2 separate regions of the Neogale vison genome follow, and region 2 is linked to region 1. A link is a contact called in public Hi-C data. All regions are on one chromosome and are shown on one strand. Each heading gives the region's core, a stretch centred on a gene start, on an enhancer-like site or on the middle of the called end of the contact. The rest is flanking DNA. Distances are from core to core; before and after follow the strand shown.

What was found. Hi-C and Micro-C count contacts between places; a contact is called where the count stands out from the background.
Region 2: a contact with region 1 is called in a Hi-C map of fibroblasts, with 7 times the contacts expected there. The contact joins the enhancer-like site here to the promoter of HAS2 in region 1. A contact is called at or near these places in 2 of 3 Hi-C or Micro-C datasets (fibroblasts and muscle).

Annotation. Positions count from the first base shown.
Region 1 is chr4:18,402,326-18,405,924 of ASM_NN_V1, forward strand. HAS2 (hyaluronan synthase 2) reads left to right here and starts at 1,840. Exons shown (of 4, transcript XM_044245023.1): 1 at 1,840-2,425.
Region 2 is chr4:18,719,431-18,723,148 of ASM_NN_V1, forward strand. No RefSeq gene overlaps it. Among named protein-coding and RNA genes, the nearest start is that of HAS2, 320 kb to the left of the region's middle. Within about 2 kb of position 1,526, the one cell type or tissue checked has open chromatin away from gene starts, as enhancers often do. A contact at or near this core is called in fibroblasts, where this site is marked.

The DNA of each region.
Region 1 (3,599 bases), core at 590-3,089:
TGATCCCAGGGTCCTAGGATCGAGTCCCGCATGGGGCTCTCTGCTCAGCAGGGAGCCTGCTTCCCTCTCTCTCTCTGCCTGCCTCTCTGCCTACTTGCGATTTCTCTCTGTCAAATAAATAAATACAAATCTTTTTTTAAAAAAAAGAGTGCATAAGTTAGATAATATATTTTAAATGACAACTTAGCATTTAAAAGCTATCATCCAATTAAAATTCAAGAAAGAGGAGTCTAAGTGGGATGAAATTGAGCTCTGAAACTTAATCCAGTTCCTCAAGAGCTGAATCACACCTAAGGCAGTGTTCAAACAAAGGCTGAAGCCTTGAGGGTGTGTAGGGGACAGTTAGTAAGTGGGTTTCCCCAGAGCGGTGTGAAGTCATCAGGCCAGGGTAATGCTTCCCAGAGGTGTAACCTCGTGGGGGGTGGGGGGCGGGGAGGTGTTGGCGGAAATGCGTGGTACTTTGCAGGTCTGCCCCTGGGGACTGGGTTGGCTGCGTACCTGGTATTGCCATAAAATTCTTGACCTCCAAGCACATCCCCTACCACCACACCCTGCGCGACTCCTTGAAAAGCATCGTTTCAAATTTCACTCGACTTTTCTGTTTTGACTTGTTCATTATTATCCAAAATATGTGATAAGGAGCAAAAACCCACTTTTCAAGGCCTAGCCGAGTTTCAAAGAAGTCCGCACTAAAGAGAAACCTTGGAAGAGAAGGAAAAAAAAAAAGAAAAAAGAAAGAAAGAAAGAAATCTCTTGTTCCCCTGTAATAATTCCAGCGGAGCCTTCAAAGGCCAAAGCGGTGCATCTGTAAACTCACTCCCATTTTTTCCTAAACAGTGCCACCTACTGTCCATTTTAAGTCATCAGGAGCCGTGTTGGCGAGGACCAAACAAATAAGGGGAGATTAACCGGGAAAAGTAACTCTTCCCAGCTTTAGGGCATTGGGGGAAAAAAAAAAAAAGATTGAGAAAAGAACGCCTGGGAGCAAATGGAAGCATTCTGACTAGTCAGCTTCTTAGAAGGCTCGCAAGAGGCAAAAGTCATTCATTCAAGCCATTCTCTTGGAAATGGCTTTTTCTCATGGCCCTGCCTCCGAGTTCTCCAGAGCACGGTTTTTATTTTATGCGTTGTTTATAATGCGTGCCGCTTGCGTATTTTTACATGAGGGGTTCAAGTTAGGAAAAAAAAAATATGATCATGTTTTCACTTTTTCCGTTACCCAATACGGAAACGTCTGTGTAAGGAGGCTCTGACACTTGACATCTGCTCAGAAACTTTTGAGCTCCTGGGAAGAAAGGGTTAACATGCGGTAGACCTGTAGCTGATTTTACTTCATTTAGCGTCGCAGGCGGCTTTCGAATTTCCAGGTGTGTGTACACAGACACACACACACCCCCCTCCCAGATATCCCTCCCCTTGGCTGTTCCTTAGCCTAAGGGCACCATTTGGCCTTAAAGTGAATTAGCGGAACGGTGTGGGGAGTTATTTTGCGAAGAGGGAATCCTTGTAACTCACGCTGGAGTTCAGGGATGTCTGCAAAGCGCGACCTCCCCGCTCCGCCGCTGGAGGGAAGGAAGGAATCAGGTGGTGACCAGCATCTGTGCAGTGAATTTCTCTGCACACGTTAGCAATCAAGTTAATTGAATTCATTGGAGTTTAGAACCGGCCTCTAGCTCAGAGAGGGCTTTGAATGGCCCATTTCTCGTTCTTCCTCTCCCCCTCCCCGCCTCCCGCCCGCCCGCCCGCCCGCGCTCCCAGTTCCCTCCCCTCCGGGTTCCCCAGTCCGCACCTCCCTTCTCCACTCCCCTCACCCCCCACTCCCTCCTCCGCCCTATTAAAACACCCACCAGCTCACTTGTTAAGACCCCCTTAAGTTGGAGGAGGCAGAAAGGCAACAACAGCGAGGAAGGAGAAGTCAAGACGTCTGGAAAGAATTACCCAGTCCTGGCTTCCAGCAGCCCATTGAACCAGGGACTTGAACCAGCCCCAGCCAAAGACTTTCTCCTGATTCTGCGCTTCCTGGGTTCTTCGGAGTCTTCACCGGGCTTTTCTTGACCCGAATAAGAAAAGAAAGTTTCCGATATCAGGGGAGGGGGAACTGGAGCAAAAAATAAAATAAAATAAAATAAAAAAGTTAATTTATTTTTAAAGCACAAATTTTTCTTTTTAAGAATTAGACTGAAGTGCAACGGAGATAGTAAACAGAATAGTAGTGATATTTCCTTTTTAAAAGTGGGGGAGAAGCAAACATTTAAGACTCCCCCATCCTTTTTAAATGTTGTTTTTAAATTTTTTATTTTTTTTGGCTGGTCGTCTCAAATTCATCTGATCTCTTATTACCTCAATTTTGGAAACTGCCCGCCACCAACCCTCCGGGACCACACAGACAGGCTGAGGACAACTTTATGACCAAGAGCTGAACAAGGTACGTTACCCTGGCGCGATATGGTGAACCAGGAGGGCCCCCCCGACTAGGCCAGGGAGAGGGAAGAAATTATCCACGGAAGTGTTAAAAAATTGTAAAGCTGGTTTTCGACAGATAAGTTTGAGGTCGGCCAATTTCCAACAGACTGAAAATCAGGGGCTACTTCAGATCAGTGTCAGGCCTGGCAATAGATCCCTGCCCTTTCTCATCCCTGCGGCGCTTGCCAGAAATCCGCTGCCTTTCTGGGAACACAGGTAACCTCTCTGCCTGGGAAAAGACTGCGTGTCCCGGGATGTACTTTTCCACTCCTCATCTTGCGGAGCCGCAGAGGGGCTCCAAGTTGGGAAACAGGGATTTCCACTGTGCAAGGAAAATGCATTCCGCACAGCACCCCCGCTCCCCCCCACCCTTTGCCCCTATCCTTTCTATCCCCCCCCCCCCGTACGTGGGGAGGAAAACCCTGCAACAGCCCAGAGCCTTTTACTTTCAAGTGGGAAACCCGCTTTTTACTTGGAAAGCAAAGGGTTAAAGCGATCCGGGCTCCCAGCCTCGGAGAGCCGGGACCCCCGAGAAGGAGGGTCCTTTGCCACCTCCTCGCGGCTACCGGCCTCGCTCGGCCACTCCCACTTTCCCGGGCTTCCCTTCCTTTGCTCTCCTCCGACCCCAGAAAAGTGTCAGGCTGGGTCTGCCCCGGCTCTGCTCGGCTCCGGAAGCCTGACTCGGGCCGGGGGTCCCCGACGCGGGCGGTGGCACTCAGGGTCCCCAGAGGGAGGAGGGCGCGCGTCCCTCTCCCCGCCGCCCGGGGGCAGGGCGTGCGTGGGGACCGGGCGCTGCAGCGCAGGCAGCTGCAACGTCCCGGGAGCCAACTCCGACGTGGCACCGAGCACGCTGGCGCTTCTTTCCGCAGCTGCAGCGCGGGGCCGGGAGGGTGGGGGGCCTGGGGGTGCCGTCCCTAGCGCCCGGCCGGGAGGTGGGAGCCGGGGGCCCGCGGGAGCCGGGGCGAAGTGGGAGGCGAGCCAGAGGTTGGGTCGGGATGGATAATTAACACCTTGGGCGGAATTCGTCACGCCGGTTCCCGCCCAGCGTGAGCGAGGGCTCCGAAGTGGGTCCCTGCGAGCGGGAGGGCGGGTCTGAAAGGAGGGTCTGTGTGCGGGCGGGATGGGCTGGCGACAGA
Region 2 (3,718 bases), core at 276-2,775, 320 kb after region 1:
ACACTGGCCAACATTTTCACAGTAGCATTACCAATGCTGTATGATAACGGCCCACAACCCAGGGATTCTTCCACCCTTCTTAGTTTTGTGTTCTCTGGGAAATCTTAGACAGAGATGGGAATTTCCCATGTACCAGGAACCCACATTGCAATGGAAGTTTCAAGGAAAGGCCATCAATTCTCTACAGGAATGACATTTAGAATTTAGGACACCCCTTCTAGAAACTGGACAGCCAATTATTTCATTTTTTTTCTTTTTCTTAATAATTTACACATGAATTTTTACTACCCTAAAGATGGGTATTTGTGCCATGATTTCAGTACTCCATTTAGAAAGTTTCAAGTGATCAAAGAAATCTTAGGTCACTGGAAGGTAAAACTTGGGAGATTAAGCTAAAATTAAAGACTGAATGTGGAATATTTTTATTTTTTATCTAGGTTTGGCATTCTACAATACAATGAGCATTTAATATCTTTCCATTTTAAACATGTCCACCAAGAATCCTCGAAGTACTTCACCCATTTCATTATTTCACCTACCCACCCACACGTCCATCCATTCCTCTAGGTTCTCATTTAGTGAGCACAAATTTATTGAAAGTCTGTTATGTGCCACATACCAGCGGATCCACAAAGGGTACTTCTGTGAACCAGCTGAGTTAGTTCCTGACCTCAAGAGTTCAGTCTAAAGCCCCGCTTCTCCTAGTCATTCTGGGATGAGGGGAGACCTTCCTTCACTTCGTAGGAGAAGGGTGTCCAGTGGAGAGGAGAGATGTTAACTGTGAATTAGGAATCTGTGTTATTGCCATAGCAACCTTAGTTTGTCCTTGGATCAGGTCCAGTTCTCAGAGAGTAAAAGATCCCTTACGTGTGAGCATCTCAAATACACAGTCATTTCCACTAATACTTGTATCCAGAAGAGTGCATAACACCTAGTAGGTACATAGTAAATAATGAACACAACCATGGAAGTCAAGGCAAGAGATAATAAGGTAACTTGCTACCCGTAGCACAGCCCCATTCTCTGCTTAATTTACATCCTTGGCTGGGGCTCTTCCTAATGGCTTAGAGCTATCTCCTACAAAGTGGACTGTTCTTATACAAGTTCAGTTATGACCTTAACTGTTAGCCTTAATTCTATCACAAACTTCACTTCAGTAAGCCAAATTATTTAAACTATATTCCAGCCACACTGAACATCTAGAGTCCCGAAGAATGAATCTAATGCTTCTTTTTCAGTTCTTCTTTGCCCCAGATGAAATTGGCTTTCTCCATGCTTACTCATTGTGAGCATCTACTAGGCTGATACAGACAGACTCAGGAGTTATCTACATTTGAAGATTCAGCTGCGCTTGGAAGGGGGAGCAAGCTTGGGGTGGGGGTGGGGAGGGAAAAGAGGGTGTTTTTTTTTTTTTTTTCTCTCTCTCTCCATAGAGCAGGGACATTTACAATGCACCACAGTGTGTGAACAGAGCTACGGGCTGTGATACCATTTAGCAATAATGGATGGCTTGTGCTGCCTAGACTTAACAGGCCAGTGAACAACATCAGGCTGCAGATGGAGTGCTCCGAGACTGCCATGCATTAAAAAAGGATGAAAAATAAAATTGTCTGTGGCTATTGTCGACATATTTACCCCTTGTTTAGAGGTTCCCATGGCAACAGAAGCTGTGACCCGCTGGTGAAGGTGGGAAATCTGCTCTGTAGAAACTGAGCTCCTTGCTCAGAAGTGAACCCTATCTGTGTGCAACCACCCCCTCTAGTGATGACTTGGTGAATGGCAGGTCTTTCATCCTTTCCCTTTGGCATCCGGCTCACACTGCCATATGTTATGGCTCTTAACTTTACAAGCATAATATTGTTCTATTAAATTAGCATGACTTATTTTTGAGGAGACTTCTAAAACTCCATTGAGTCTTTTAGTTCTTGTTTTCCAAGGTTTTCCCTTTTTTGCCATATTTTAAACTAGATCTAGGAAATATCCAAGTTTCTGGGTAGTCAAACTCTTCTCCATAACCTTACCTATGTCTCCTATGTTTGGGAAACCAGATAAAGAAGAAAAATAAATGACATGAATCTCAAAGGCCACTGTTCTTTCTTTCCTGGTAGAGGGGCTGGAATATAGTTATAATCTTAGGGGTATCTCGGCCATGCTATTGTTTCTCTGCCCTGTTCCTTGTAGCTTCCCTCTCTCCAGCTGTCACCTATGACAATATTCATGCTAAGAACTCAGATCCAGACTACTAGAAACTCACTATACTTCAGGGGCAGAAACCTCTACCAAAAATGTGCACACTAAAGGGGCACACTAGGGTTAAAACAATCTCTATCATCACTCGTAAACTCTTCAAGACCCTGGCAGATTCCATGGGAAGACCATAACCTTTCAAGAATTTGCAACTCAGGTCCCACCTCCTCACTTTCTCCCTCCTATGAAGTTTTAGAGCCCGTTCTCTTTATTTCCATTCTTTCTTTGAGTATCATGAACTGCCTTGGGCTATTAAACTACTATTTATATGTGAATTTATCAAAGTGTTTTCAACTCTAATATAAGTTCCTTGGGAACAAAGACCTTGTTTTGAATGTCTGAATTCTGTATTTAGTTTTCATTGTCCAGTTAATTGTACTTTTTCCACATGCAATGTGGTAAGGTTATATTTGCAAAGACAGACATTAGCCAGTGGGGAATCCGTGTTCTGGGTGTGATCCAGATTTCTGGAGGATCAGTCCAGCAAGACATAATACCCTGAGATATGCAGGAGAATGAGTAAGAAAGGAGGGAATTGTTTTTATTGCACTTGCGATGTCTGCATATATTATGAAAGACTTCATTGCATTGTAGATTCCTCCTATATTCCTATGATTTAGATATAATTTTTCCAAACAGATAGGGAAGCTAAGCCTCAGAAATGTTAAGTAACAAGTTGGGTGTCACAACTTGGATTACCAACTTGGATGCTAACAGATTTCACATACAAGTCTTTTTATTATACCTCGTTGACTTTAAAAGAGGAATCCTCAAACTTTGACTGAAAAGAAGCTACTTTTGAAGTTCCTGGTCTTTTGGATCCTTGGGAAAGAAATGAGGGATTTTCACAGAGCAAGTTAGTAATGTTTGAGAAGGGATAATGGTTGCCATATATATCTGTCTAGTGGCAATTGCTAGTGGAAATCTGTGCTAAAAAGTAGCACAGGAAAAGGCAGCAGTAAATAGCTAGGCAAGGTTTGAAGACCAACTGATATATCTAGGTCTGTGTTTTATGGAATCTTGGTCAAGAACAGAGTCCCATTATATGTTTCACCAGACAAGAGTACCATGAGCTTTTCGTCCCAAAGAAGAAACAGGGATCAAAAATATTTGAGAAGATTCGCACACGAAGACTCAGAATGGACATTGAGAAGTTCCATAACTTAATAATGAAGGAAAATATTCAAAACTGTTTAAATTTGCAAAACCTCAAGTTTCCTAAGCACAAACAATCATAGTTTCTGTGTTTTTGTGACTACATTATCAAACGACATCTGTGAAGCTAAGTTTCACTGATGTGAACACTGATCTTGAAGCAAGTACATGGAAGTTTTTTTTTGTTTTTTGTTTGTTTTTTGTTTTTTGTTTGTTTTTTGTTTATATATATATATATAAACTTTAAAATTTTTTATTTATTTACTTGACAGACAGAGATCACAAGTAGGCAGAGAGGTAGGCAGAGAGAGAGAGA